Linked DNA regions of Mus musculus: region 2 is linked to region 1. Evidence: chromatin contacts called from public promoter capture Hi-C data. All regions are on one chromosome and are shown on one strand. Each heading gives the region's core, a stretch centred on a gene start, on an enhancer-like site or on the middle of the called end of the contact. The rest is flanking DNA. Distances are from core to core; before and after follow the strand shown.

Region 1 (6,901 bases), core at 2,756-5,255:
ACCACCCTTTGATTCTATGATCGTAGATGCTCAGCTTTGAACCACCAAAAGCCGGGGGACTCGTTAAACTATTTATAGTCACTAGAGAAGCAAGCATCCTGACATTCCACCAGCAAATGACTGTTTTATAGGCTGCTGAATCAGGTGCGTCTGAGCATGGCGTTCGCAGCTGTAAAGAGCCCGCAGCCTACCTTGTAGTAGTCATAGAGCAGGCCCAGCGCAGCCGCGCTGTCTTCGTCTCCGTTGATGCTCATCATCGCTTTGGTTGCCGCAGTGAGAGGGTTTTCCAGGAACGACTTCCAGGCTTCATCCTCACTGGTATAGGAGCGCCGCTGTGGGTAGAGGGCTTCATTCTGAAGTACCAGCACGGGCCTTTTGCTTCAGAGGAAGAAATTAAAAAGTTAAATCCATACTTCCTACAGCCAGACAGCTTAGAAGCTGTATAAAAACAAAACCCATAAAACCAAAAAAAAAAAAAAAAAAAACCAAAACAACAAAAACCAACACCCAAAACCAAGCTAAATAAACAGTTCTTTGACATTCCTCTAAAATAGGACACACGGCCCTGTGCCAGAGCAACTGCTTAGCATGAGCAAAGCACTGGGCTCCATCTCCTGTATCAGAGTCAATTAAATACCAACAGCTTCTGAAGGTCTGTCTGAAGGAAACGCAATAAAGTTAGTGAAATGGCGTCCACACTCCTCTTAAAGATAATTTTGGAATAAATACAAAAACATTCAGAAAATTCAGATTTGGTTTACAAAACACTTTTTCTAAAGGCGTATTTTAAATCACCCTGTGTCACGATAGCTACATCAGTAGCCTTAGCTTTAGTAAGTCAGATGAAGACAGGCTCAGAAGGCAAGGCAGAAGGAAGCCCCCCCCCCCCCCCCCCCCCGTCAGAAACACTGAGATAATACTACCTGTCAAAATCCAAAACTAGTCCCAAGAAGACACGGGGCTATTTACATATTTATAACAGCACATACGGGATACAGCGAGGCATGGATACAGTTTAATCACACTCAAGCAGGCTGCGACATGTGACTTCCCCCTTCCCCAGCCAGGGCCATGTCTTTAAACAGCTCCTTCCGAGAAACAGGGGCAGGAGGAAGGGACGGAAAGCAAAAGGGAGATTTCACTTAATCCTTCAGGGTATATGAGAAAGTTAGAAGACTTCTGTTACCAGCAGAAGGAGACTGGAATGTAGCCAACGGGGCCTATAAATCAGTAAAGCCGCCTAATCTTCTGGCATGGGAGTGAACTGCTCATCTTAGAGATAAACACTCAGCCTACAACAGACGAAGGCACAGGATGAAAATCGGCCTTTAAGAAAAACAGTGGACAGTTAGGATTTTAAAATCTTTACATGGGCCCAGGGAAGATGGCTCAGAGGTAAAGGCACTTGCTCATGAGTCTGATGGCCTGAGGGTCCATCCCTGGGACCTACATAGTGGAAGAAGAGAACAGATCCCTTCAAGTTGTTCTCTGATTCTTAAAGACACACACACACACACACAGAGAGAGCAAATTAATCACTTAAAAGTCTTCATTGGCTGGTAAGATAGTTCAGCTGATAAAGGTATCTGAGTTAAATTTTTAAAACCCACATGGTTGATAGAAAGGCCTTGCTACAAGTTGTCCTCTGATGTGTGTGTGTGTGTGTGTGTGTGTGTGTGTGTGTGTGTGTGTGTGAGAGAGAGAGAGAGAGAGAGAGAGAGAGAGAGAGAGAGAGAGAGAGGGAGAGAGGGAGAGGGAGGGAGAGGGAGGGAGGGAGAATATGTTGGGAGGGTGAAGGGAGTGCCAACACCAACTCATAAAATAAAATAAATAAAATGTAAAAAACCTTTACTAGGCTTTAGGATTAGAGGGCCTGGCTAAGGTGTTGTGCACGTGACTTCTCTGCTCTGGGTGAGGGGGCTTCCTGGGCTTAATCTCCAGTGCTCCCTTCCCCCCAAAATAAATACAATCTTTATTAGTTTTTCACACCAGGCAAGGACCATTTCACATTAACAGCGCAGTTTGTGGGAAAAATCCAGAAAACGAATGGTGAATTTAGTGGCGCTTTACAGAAGGTTTAATTTAAATAATCCAAGCAAAGTCTACTGATTCCAGAACCTGGAAATGTCAACAGTCTCAACAACTGTCCAGCCGGTACTGTTTAATAAGTCAATAGAAAGAAAAAACGGAACATTGACTTCAGCAAGACGAGGCAGTACTTTTGTGTGTGTGAGGGAACAAGAACGGAGGTGTCTGGAACTTATCTGAATTATGGCTGTCCTGGCCCAGGTCTCGTTGCAACACACGAATGAAATATGTAAATGGCCTGGAGGTGACCTACCTTTTCTAAAAGTGAGTGGAGAAAGTCTGATTATCTTCTCAAGTAATCAACAAAGGTTAGGGCTTGGCAGTCACCCAAATCCTTCAAAAACAGATATAGGTTTAGAAGAAGAAAAAAAAGGACATCTTTGAAAAGGGGAGGAAAAAAGACGAGTCTGAGGGCTTACATCTGGAAGCAGCTTATTATTTTGAAACATAAAAAGAATCAAGAAGGCTTATCTTTATAAATCTCAAGTTTTATCCGAAGAAAGCAATACACAACCTAGCATTCCCCGCAAGCAAGCCTTTGGGTCCTGAGGCCGATAGAGATGGCGGTTCCGGTTCCGTGGTGAGAGTCTCTGGTGTACTGCTGAGCTATTATTAATAGTCTAATAGCCACTTCCAGAAGACTCTGACAGCAGTTGGCTCGCTCAACAGTCGTAATGCTAGTTTTTCAAGCTTCCCTTCTCCCATCCCATCCAACATTGGTACAAGCATCAGAAAATAAATATTTTCCAAGTGGCTTTATGTCTGCAATTACCCTGAAGGCATTTTATATTTCCAAAGTATGCCTAAGGCCAAGAGGCTGGCACTGGGACTTTTGCCTAGTCAGTAAGTAGAGAAATAAACACATGAACAATTGCAGCCCACTTCTTCAAGAAGAGCAAGTTGTTGCTCCGGCCCTGAAGGTTCATGGGTGTTTTCAAATGAGCCTCAGACCTTCAAGAGTTATAGGTCAGGATTCTAAAAGGAAAGCCGAGCACTACCTGAACTTCATTTTCTACAAGACAAGATTAATCTCTTACTGATTCCACACTCAGCTAACCTTCATCAGAAAACAAGCATGAGAAAAATCCACCCTTAACAAGTTAACTATGAAACCAATTCTTCACTCCAGATTTACTGAGCCGAGATAAGACAGACTTGATCTTTCAGAACATCTTCATATTTATAGAAAAGTTGCGAGTAAAATCGAGAACTGCCCCCACACAAGTCCTGCCAACGTCTGATCACATCTTACATCATCACTGAACATTTCTCGCTGCTTTCTTATGTCCCAAACTCTAAAAAGCAATCCCGATTCGACAGTGGTCTCTAACTTTATCACCCTGCGTGCAGTTTCTTCCTCTTGATATTCCCAAACGGCAAAAATAGTCTTCTGTAATTACCATCGGTGATGCAAGGGCCCAAGAACACCCACAGCAGATTTCTCACACAGCAGCCGGAGTGAAGAAAACGCGCGGGCAGCGGACACTTCAACCTTCCCCTAGATCTCTCGCTCCGGCAGCTCCGCAGGTGACAGGAGGCTGCCCAGGGTCCACCCGTCCCCACCGGTCCATGAGCGCGGGGCCCGGGAGCCCGGGAGCCCTTAGACGACAGGCCGAGTGTCCCCCCCCACCCCCTAGCCTCGCCCCACCCAGCCTGTCCTCCCAGCTCCCGGAACCCGCGCCGTCGCCGCGGCAGGTGCGGTGGCCCCCGGGCCCTGGCCGGACTCGCGCCCGCGCCTCACTCACTTGTCGTACTCCTGTGTCATCGCGCTCGCTCGCCGCTGCCGGGCCGCAGAACTGGACTTTCGGGTTGGGACAGTACACCCGATCCGGGGGGAGGAGGCGGCGGCGGGCGGCGCGCGGCGGCAGGCGGTGGGTCCGGAGCGGCGGCCCCGACGGGTTGGGTTCGCTTTTCTCGCTCTGAGCCGGCTCGGCGCGGGCTGCGCGCACTGGGCGCTGGGCTCGGCCTCCCATTGGCTGGCGGAGCTCCGGCCCAAGGCGGAGCTTCTGGAACTGGGAGGAGGGAGCTCCTCCTGATTGGTGAGATGGAGCTCTGGGGAGGAGCCTGGGGGCGGACCGGAGGGCGGGGGCCACGCGGTGCTCGGCGGTGCTCAGCGGCGCTGGGGAGCTTGCGCGCGGCTGGCCCCGGTGGCGCCGGCCGGTAGTGCCGCCGGCGCCGAGAGGCTTCGGCGCACACCCGCGTGGGCGCGTTTCACCTTCCAGTTCTCTCTCGCGGTCAGTTCTCCGGCCCCAAGGCCTCTGCCTGGGAAATACCTAGGGAATTTCTTTGCAGCTGTGCAGGTTTGGAGGTTTCCTTCTGGTTCATCTCTCAGTGCCCACCATGTGACAGTCGCCAATCTGCACAGCCTCTTAATAACCCACGTTTCCCCGGCCAGCGGTCCCTGTTTATTGGGCACCTATCAAGTGTCAAAAGCATCACTCTAAGACACCTTCCCAAGCCCCAGAGGTCCCCACCAGCCTCCTGAGGGCATCTGAACTTGCTTGGCTCTTCATCTGCCCAGCGCTATATTTGGACTTTAGCATCCTCAACCCCTACCTACTACCTGTGTGGTCTTTCTGTTTGGCCAGCTCCAGATTGGCTTCCACTTTTTCCTCCCATATCCTAACCCCTTTTTAAACCATTTTCCTATGGGTCGGTTTCTTTAACCTCAGCCTCAGGCCTACAACAGTAGAGACAGGGACCTAGACAGAGAGGACAAGGCAGAGACAGAGCAGGCAAATTTTCCTGCCTCCTAGAGCGTCCTACTTTGAGAGTCACGGTGACTCCTTTGGTGTGCGGAGAGAGATGGCACTCTTTGCAGGTGGATGGGGAAAGTAGAGTGGAGCTCTCTGGGTTTAAAGATGTAGATGGCGAGGGGGTGGGCATAAGGGTGAAGGCACAGCTATAGACCGTGATAGAGGAGACACGAGTGTGTCCACTGAGGAGCTAGGAAAGCAGTGTGGCCAGAGAGTAACTGGGCACTGGTGCAAACTGTAGAGCCCCGCGGGTTTCTGTAAGGCCTTAAGTGAGGAAGCTTTGAAGGACTTGCGGTAGGGCATAGACAGACTTCACTCGTGTTTTCAAATAATCTGGTCACTGAATGGTAGGGAATCAGCAGGAGGCAATTTCAAAAGAGACAAGCAAAAGATAAATAGTAGCCAGAAGCATGACCCGGGGTGATGGGACACTGAGAAGGGTTTGAATTCTAGATGCCTCTGTGTTCAAACGAACAGGATTCTCTGAGACCCAAAGGGCAGGTTAGAGAGCACCTCTGACAGATGGTGTGCAGACAATCCCAGGACTCAGGAGTTGAGGCAGGAGGCTCTCCAGTTCCAGGCCAGGCCCAAAGTGAAACTTTGACAACAGCAACCAAAGTCATTCTTGTTCAGAACGACCAGAGGTTTCAGCTGAGCAGCTGGATAGAGTGACTGCTGCCTCTGAGATGGCGAGGGACAGCAGACATAGCAGTTTATAAGTGGGCAAGGGTCCTGTTTAGGATGTGCTAAGTTTAAAATTCATTTTCCTTCTGAGTACATGAGTCACGCAGATGGATACTAGACTGGAGTTCCAGTGGGAGATCTGGACCAAAAATTGACCTCTGGGCAAGATCATCCTGAGGGAAGAATTCAAAGCCTTGAAATGGCTGAAGCCCTAAGGCAGGGAGGAGCCCCTGGGTCCTGGAGCCTCCAACATCAAAGGCTCAGAGGGAGAAGAGCCAGGAGAGCAGAGAGGGCAGTCAGGTGAGCTGGGAGGCCACTGAGAGATGATGGACCAGGGAGACAGGTGTGTTCTTGCTAAGGGCTGACCATGCCTTTGTCCTGTGCTAGCTGCCTCTCACCTCCCAACCCTGTGTTCTCAGTTCTCTGAGGTGCTAGCGCTCTAGTCAGTAACCACAGACATGATGCTCAGAGCGGTTTCCAGCCTCTGTGCTCAGCCCTGGGGCAACTCTGGGGCCTGGGGCCTGTTCTTTCTTTACTTGATAGTTTCAAATTTAAGAAAATTATATATGTATGCATACACACATAAGCACAAATGCACACCAACACAGACATGTCTCCATACTCTTGCCAGGGTGGCCCTTCCTAAAACACCATCCTATGTCATCCCCAATAAAGCCTTCCCTTCCCAAGTCAGCTGATATCCTGGAGGTTGGCAGACACCACTTTGCTCAGACACCACAGACTTGGGAGCACTTCCACACCCCTATCTGGCCTTCCCGAGCCTTGGCCCAGTGAGCCATCCACAATGCTGACAGCATAGTTCCAGCACGTTTACCATGCCCTGTTTGCCATGTCTGAGATCTTATGTGAGCTTTCCCAGAGAAGGCATTGTTTTGTCAGTGCTGGGTCCCCAGCACTGGTGTGTATATGAAAAATTTCCTGGAGACAGTTATCAAATGGCACAGTTTTCTGTAGGCCCCCAAGACCCTGGATTTGTCTCATTGGCCTATCTGTAGGGCTAAGTTAAATGACCCTCTAGTATTGAGGACATCCAGGAGCAAGTGTCTGACATATGGTAGGTGACAAATATACAGGTCTAATGAAGACAGGCTAAGCCATAAAATCAGAAACAGAACAGGAAGGTCCACTGGTATTAGATCATAGCTATAGTAATTTAAAATATAGGCCTTAGGTATGGTGGTATACAGATGTAGTTCCAGCACTTGGGGGGTGGAAGCAGTTGTTCTTATCTAGATAGAGTCTCAGGCCAACCTGGACTACAGGAAACCCTGTAACAAAACAAACACTGAAAAAAAATAGGTCTTGTAAGTAAACTTCAAGATAGTTTTATTTTGTTTATTTCTAATGTACTC
Region 2 (6,901 bases), core at 4,112-6,611, 110 kb before region 1:
CCCGTGGCTAGCACACATCTCCCTCCTGTAATCCTGGTTTAACGCCCTCTAATTCTTTATCTTGTTGCCCTGGCTCCTTCTGGGCGGTCCATAGTCTTTGCTGCCCAAGACGCTTCTGGGCGGCCGTTCAGGAGGCCGCATTCCTTCTCACCTACATTTCAGATGAGTTTCCCTCTGCAGCTCTAAATCTGAATCTAAATCTCCCTGCGAATCAGGGTGATTCTCCTTTCTCGCTCCCAGGCCCTAGCCCAGGCAAATCTAAAGGTCCCACCTCAGTCTACCTGCCCAGCCATTGGCTGCTGGCTCTTTATTGATCCATCAAAAGCCAGTTGTGAACAAGGACCTTCAACATTTGGACACACAGATTCCTAATTTTGGGGGCTGGATTAATTCAAATCATTAGAACTAATCCCAAACGTGTAACTAAGATGCATCTTACTTCATCACTTAAAGTAAAGCCCAGGGGCACCCATCTTCCAGTTGGTTCTGGGAGGCTGACAACACCTACCATCATACTGGTGGAGGAAAGGGGTATTGCCAGGGATAGGAGGTACTGTCAGCCTGGTGCTTGTATGGAGCTGACCAGCATTAATGAGTAACCTCAGAGGAGGCTGGGAGTTCAACATGACTTAATAGTTAATGAGTTACAAGTCAAAGCACCAAGACTCTTTTAATACTTAAGCCAAGCTTTAACTGGAGACCTCTACTCCTCCGAGCTGATTAGCAGAGCAGACCATTGTCAGATCTCTAACAAGAAGTAGGAATCTCGCATTGCTGCAGCTCTCTGGGGCTGCATGGCTGGCTGTGTGCAGAAGGGAGCCTCCTGACAAGTCAGTTTCCACAGCTGCTTTCCACAGTACGGTGTTTGAGCATTGCACGGGACACTCCCATCATTGTCCCATGCCCTGAGCCAGTGGCATCACCAGGACTCACTTCTGGGATAAACATTACATATTATGAATGGTCAAATTGACCTAGGCCTGCTCTCTCCCTCACTGCCCCCTTGGCTGCCCTCGATGGCTTCCACAGTTGATCACTCTAGTGGTGCCTAAAGCCTGCACAGCATCCAAATCTCCCACTGCATGATGGGTGACGGGAAGGTGAGCAATAGGTCTCCAAGAAGGGACACACAGGGAGGCGACAACCATGGAGGTGACCACATGTGGCTAGCACACATCCTATCCAGAGAGCTTTTCCTTTCTTCCTTCCTTCCTTCCTTTCTTCCTCCCTCCCTCCCTCCCTCCCTCCCTCCCTCCCTCCTGTCTCTCTCTCTCTCTCTCTCTCTTTCTTTCTTTCTTTCTTTCTTTCTTTCTTTCTTTCTTTCTTTCTTCTTTCTTCCTTTTTATGGTTAATGAATCAAATTTATGTATCAATAAAGTCACAATTTACATGACACCAATTCAATAATTTCAGAGCCAGTTGATAATGATAAAAGCTCTATCCCAATTATTCTAACCTTATGATATCATAACTACCCATGGCTGGTAAAAGGGTTACCATCCCTTTTTTCACATCCACCACCATCTCTTTCTCCCAGAGAGCCTTTTCAATGGCTGAGTCCATACACCCGGGAGAGGGGATAGCCCTCCCACGTGAGGGACCAGATCCTAGCTCATGGTCAAGCCTAGACTCCTGAATCCAGTAGCCCAGGTTCTTGACCGTTTCTCCAGCCAAATATTGCCCATTAGCAATTCCTGTCTATCCCCTCCCCTCCCACCCAAGCCCATTCTCTTCTTTTCCACTCTGCATCATACCACCCTGAGCTCCTAAGGGATGCTGTGCTCCCGGGAGCATTCCAGGGAGAGAATCTCACATCTATAGTAGCATAAAGAAAGTACATGAGTGTGAACAGGAGGGGCGGAGATGACACCCATGCCATACTTAAAGACCATCGACTGGTCCTCTGGCCCCATGTCTCCAGCTCCTACGTATATGGAAGGCTTCGGCTCCTCTGTTCCTGTCATCTGGCTGCTCTCAGATATCAGCTTTCCACCTCTGAGGATGGGCTGAGATGGGTCATTTGAGATGATCCTTCCCTGTCCCTCACAACTCTGTTGTCTTCATTTCAATAGGGTCTCAAGTATCAAGCTAAGCAGGTGCTTTGCCACACACCCCTGCATACCCTGTGGCTGAACCAGAACTCCTGAGGGTCTAAGCCTCTCACGCAATTCAGTAGCATTAAAAGAAGCAGCCCAGGGGTGAGGACTGGGATATATAGCTCAGCCTGGGAGAGTGCTTGCCTATGCTTCAAGCCCCAGGCTTGATCCCCAACACCACATGAATGCAGCCTGGAGGGAGGTACATGCCTGTAGTCTCAGCACTTGGGGGTGGGGGCAGAGGAAGGCCAGGGTCATCTTAGGGTACACAGTGAGTTCAAGGCCAGTCTAGACTGCATGAAATCGTGTCTCAAAAAAAAAAAGTTACATTGTCTCACTGCCTGCTGAATACAATACTTTCTGTTTATGATGCTGGGGATGGAACCAGGCCTCACATGTGTTCTGACCCACATGTACTGTTTTGCTGTGTGTCTACTCTATTCATCATTCCCATGATGTATGCTTGTGACGTGCCGTCGGTAAGGGAAGCTCTGGGCAGGCAGCATTTAGCTGAGGTCCTTGAGGGAAGGGAACTTGAGCAGAACTTTGAAAGGTGGGCAGGTTTGTTTTGTCCATTGCAAGGATAGGACAAGGATAGGACCAGCTTCTTCTTCAGATGCCAGACAGACTATTCACCCATCCACTGGTCCCTCCAGAATATATCATCAATGGTAGCTCTCTTCTAAAGCTATTGGATTTTGTTTTGCTGTGAGTGTGTGTGTGTGTGTGTGTGTGTGTGTGTGTGTGTGTGTGTGTGTGCATGCACTCTAGAACCAAATGCAAGCCTTGAGCATACTAAGCAAGAAGCTATAAGTGAACTAGACTCCAAACCTGGTGGTTCTCCTGCCTCAGCCTCCCAAGTGCTGGGACCACAGGCACACCATCACACCCAGTAAGTCAGTTTATGGAAAAGATATTCCGGGCTGGAAATTATGTTCTGTCCTAACAAGGTTCTCTGTTGCTATGATTAAACCCATGACCAAAGGCAAGTTGGAAGAGAGAAGGGTTTATCTTGCTTACACATGCCATCACTGAAAAATGTCAGGGCAGGAACTGGGAGGCAGGAGTTGAAGCAGAGACCATGGAGGAACCCTGCTTATTGGTGTGCTTCCCATGGCTTGCTTAGTTTATTTTCTTATTGTCTTAATTTAAATTGTATTGCTATGAAGAGATACCATGACCATGGCAACTCTTATAAAGGAAATACTTACTAGGGGCTGGCTTACAGTTTCAGAGGTTTAGTGGGGAGCAGGGTGGCGCTCAGGCAGACGTGGTGCTGGAGGAGCTGAGAGTTCTACATCTCGATCCAAAGGCAACAGAAGGAGACTATGCTCCACACTGTGCAGAGCTCGAGCAGAAGAGACCTCAAGCCCTCCCCCACTTCCTCCAAGGCCACACCCACTCCAACAAGGCCACACCTCCTAATAGTGCCACATTCAAACACATGAGTCTACGGGGGCCATACCTATTCAAACCACCACGTTTATACCTCCAAGGTCCACACGATTATTAATTAATAAAATGCCCACACAGAATTTCCTACAGGCAAATCTGATGGAGGTGTTTCCATAACTGAGGTTTCTTCTCAGACAAGTCAATTTATGTCAAACTGACAATAAACTTACCAGTACAGGTTCTTGTTTTCAGAGTTAGTCCAAAAGTGCTTAAGCTGAGCCTCACACGCCATCCACCATCACCAGCAAACGTCCATAATCTCTCCATAGAAAGGTACCTGGATATGGGGGCAGCCCTTGAGGCCTGAGCCCTTAATCCCAGCACTCAAGAGGCAGAGGTAGAAGGATTTCTGTGAGTTTAACGTTAGCCTAGTTTACATAATGAGTTCCAGGTGAGCCAGAGTCACAAAGAGAGACCCTGTCTCAAACAAAACAGAAGTCTACGTGTGACTGTAAGGCTCCTGTCTGGAAGTTTAGCTCTTGTCTTCTATTTTTTGAGATTCTTGAGACTAACTCGCTCTGGGCAGACTCTTGTCTACCCTTAGAAAGGATCTTGGAGGCTGCCTGTGCGCTCGGTATTAGTGTGGGTTTTGTTTTTAGATGGCTGGTCTCCTGCAGCCCAGACTATCCTCTCAAACTTGCTAAGAAAGCATTCCCGGAGGTGACCTGGACCTCCTAATCACCTGCCTATGCTCCACGAGTGCTGGGATGACAGGCCTGCAGTGCAATGCCTCCCTCTGTCTAGCCCTTCCAGACTCCTGGAAGCCAGGACTCCAAATGTGGCTGACATTATGTGTGAGCTCAGAGAGAACGCAGGCTTTGGCAAGACTCCTGTGCAAGCACAGCCACGGAGACAAGTCTGGGGAAACAGTTGAAATCAAGAGTATCGAGAAAAATTTGGCTGCTCTGGAGAACACAGGAGCGCTGGCTATATTTAAACTCGGAGTCACATGACTAGACTCTACTTGGGCAGGAGTAAAACGTGTTTTCTTTTAAATGATTAAACTGAGTTGAACTTTGCTCAAGGAAAAAATTCATTCTCTCTGACTTTTTTTCCCTTGGCTTGATGAATTTCAAGATGAGATTTGTTTTCATAAAGAGAAAACTTACGTCAGTAATCTCTAACCTAGACACATCTGTGCACCGTGTATCCCACTTCTGTGGGCATACATCTATTCCTGCGGTGATGAAAATAGTAAAATTTTATGCCTCCGTTGGAAGAATTTCACCCAAAATTCCACTTTCACATTGGGTTGGCCAGTACGGATGCGGTTATTGGCAAGCCAAAATCAGAGAAAACCAAACTTCGGGGTATTTAAATCACCCTGCCCTGGAAAGTGCTGGAAGGGAAGCAGGCAAAGAATTAGCCTATGGTAAGCCTCCAGAAATTGTCCCGTAAAAGCACAAATCTAGCCAAGCCAGGGTCGCCCCAGTCCTGTAGAAACCTCAGTGGTGACAGCTTTAGTAACCAGATCTATACCTGGAGAAAAGGAAGCCAGAGCCTGCGGTGAAGCGGCCAGAGGAACTCCAATCGGAGGTCAGAAAGATGGTGAAGAGGAAGGTCGTCTTTCGACCTCTAAATTCACCCTGTCCGGGCCGGGGGGTCGCAATCTTCCACAATCTAACCACCCCAAATTCTGCGCATCCTTCCCTCCCAGGAAGTCACACGCCCACTCCAGAGTCTTCTCCTCTACCCTCGAGTCCCTGTCCAGGGACACGCCCTTCAGTGTGCCCTGCCCAGGGCCTCTGGTACACGCCTCTCAACCTCTCACTCCGGCTGGCCACCCTGAAGCTCTCCCCTCCCTTGGACATTCTCTCTCTCTCACACTCACACACACATCTCCGGCTCTCCTTTTCTGTCTCCCTCCTCCTCTCACCTTGTCTCTGCTCTCTCAGACCTGTACCTGAAGCCCCAACGACCTCCTTTCCGACAGTGCTAGTCTCCAACCCCGACTCCTGATCTTCCCCTTCCCTGGCATCCGGCTCTGCTTCAAGCATTCTTCTGTCTTTCACCCCCCAGCTCTTTTCAGCCGGTGCCTTGCTCCCCTTGCTCCCAGCATGACTCCCACCCGTGCTCCATGGGCCTCCCCCAAACTTCTCCAAGATGATTCTTTCGCCCTGACTTCCCTTCCACCAGTCTATCCACTCTGCACCCTTTAAGGCTCCCTTCCATACAATACTAACCCTGTTGCACCTCCCTGCAGTGCCACCCTACCCCAAACTTCCCACACCCCCGCCGCACCCTGAGAGTCTCCCAGGGAGTCACTCCCACCCTCTCTTCATCCCGCTTACTCTCCTTCCCCCCCAGGATCACCTTCCCCATTTTCTCCCTGTCTCACGGCGCTCCCCCTGCCCCACCCCGTTCTTCATCTCCTCCAAGTCTTTCCCCATCCTCCCATTCTCCCCCTGAGGAGCGCCCCCTCTCCCCTAGCAGCCTCTACTTCCTCCAGCCTCCCAGATCATCCTTGCTTCTCTGTCTCTTCCATCCCCGCGCCCCCCGTGACTCCTCCTGCTACCCCCGTTTCTCATAGCTCCCATCCCCCGTGACTCTCCTCCCTCCCTATCTCTCCATCGCACCCTCCGCCGCTCACTCCTCCAGAATCCCCCTTGCTGTTCCCTCGCCCCATCTGGCCCGCCGCGCTCCCGCCCCAGTCCCGCCCGGCTCCCAGGCTGCGCGCTCCAGGCTGGGTGCGCGCCATGGGCAGCGGCAGCAGCCGGAGCGGCCGGATCCCGAGGCGGCGACGCAGCCCTGACAGGCGTCAGACAGGCCCGGGAGAGACAGCCTCGGAGGGCGGCACGGCTGACCAGGCCCGGACGGCCGCGGGGCAGGAGGAGAGCGGCCGCGACCCCCGACCCGCGACGCCCTCCGGTGGCCGGGAGGAGACCCTACGCCTGCTGGATCAGTTGCTGGCCGAGTCGGAGGCCTGGGGGCCCCAGGAGCTGACCCCACGAGGCCCCGCCCGGCTCGCACCCGCGGTGAGTATGGGGGCCAGGCCCTCCACCCATCCCTCTGCATCCCTAGTATCCTCCCACCCAGGCCTCCGTCCCTACTTGGCGCCTCTGTCCCCAGCTCACCCAGAGTGGCCCCCCACCCCCGCCCCAGTCCCTTATAGGGTTTTGTGTCCCTTCCTTATCCCCACTCTTGCATATTCTAACTCTGCCTCCTGGGTGGGTGCCCGCTACTGTCTCTGTTAAAGGAGACAAATGCAAACAACAGTTGGCAGAAACACCTAGAACTTTCTTCTGACTCAGGGCTTGCATTCCTTTACCAGTGGGGCTGCACGGAGTCGAGTTGCAGCATCCTTACAGCCCAGGTGGGAATTGACCAGCAAGGGCCTCTGCTTTGGCCAT

The links. Capture Hi-C pulls out chosen DNA fragments and counts their contacts.
Region 2: a contact with region 1 is called in a promoter capture Hi-C map of liver. The contact joins the promoter of Cys1 here to the promoter of Grhl1 in region 1. A contact is called at or near these places in 10 of 39 promoter capture datasets (the C10 cell line, the HPC-7 cell line, cranial neural crest and 7 more), 2 of 484 Hi-C or Micro-C datasets (erythroblasts and nephron progenitors), 3 of 115 datasets of contacts at active chromatin or transcription factors (embryonic stem cells and memory CD8 T cells) and 3 of 9 other capture datasets (adipose tissue, liver and pancreatic islet).

What each region holds. Positions count from the first base shown.
Region 1 is chr12:24,569,391-24,576,291 of GRCm38.p6, reverse strand. Grhl1 (grainyhead like transcription factor 1) reads right to left here and starts at 4,005. Exons shown (of 16, transcript NM_001161406.1): 1 at 3,834-4,005; 2 at 192-378. The coding sequence starts at 3,853.
Region 2 is chr12:24,680,255-24,687,155 of GRCm38.p6, reverse strand. It overlaps Cys1 (cystin 1), which reads left to right and starts at 5,361. Exons shown (of 5, transcript NM_001004455.2): 1 at 5,361-6,526. The coding sequence starts at 6,248. It overlaps Gm36129 (a long non-coding RNA gene), which reads right to left. Exons shown (of 3, transcript XR_872578.3): 1 at 6,820-6,901.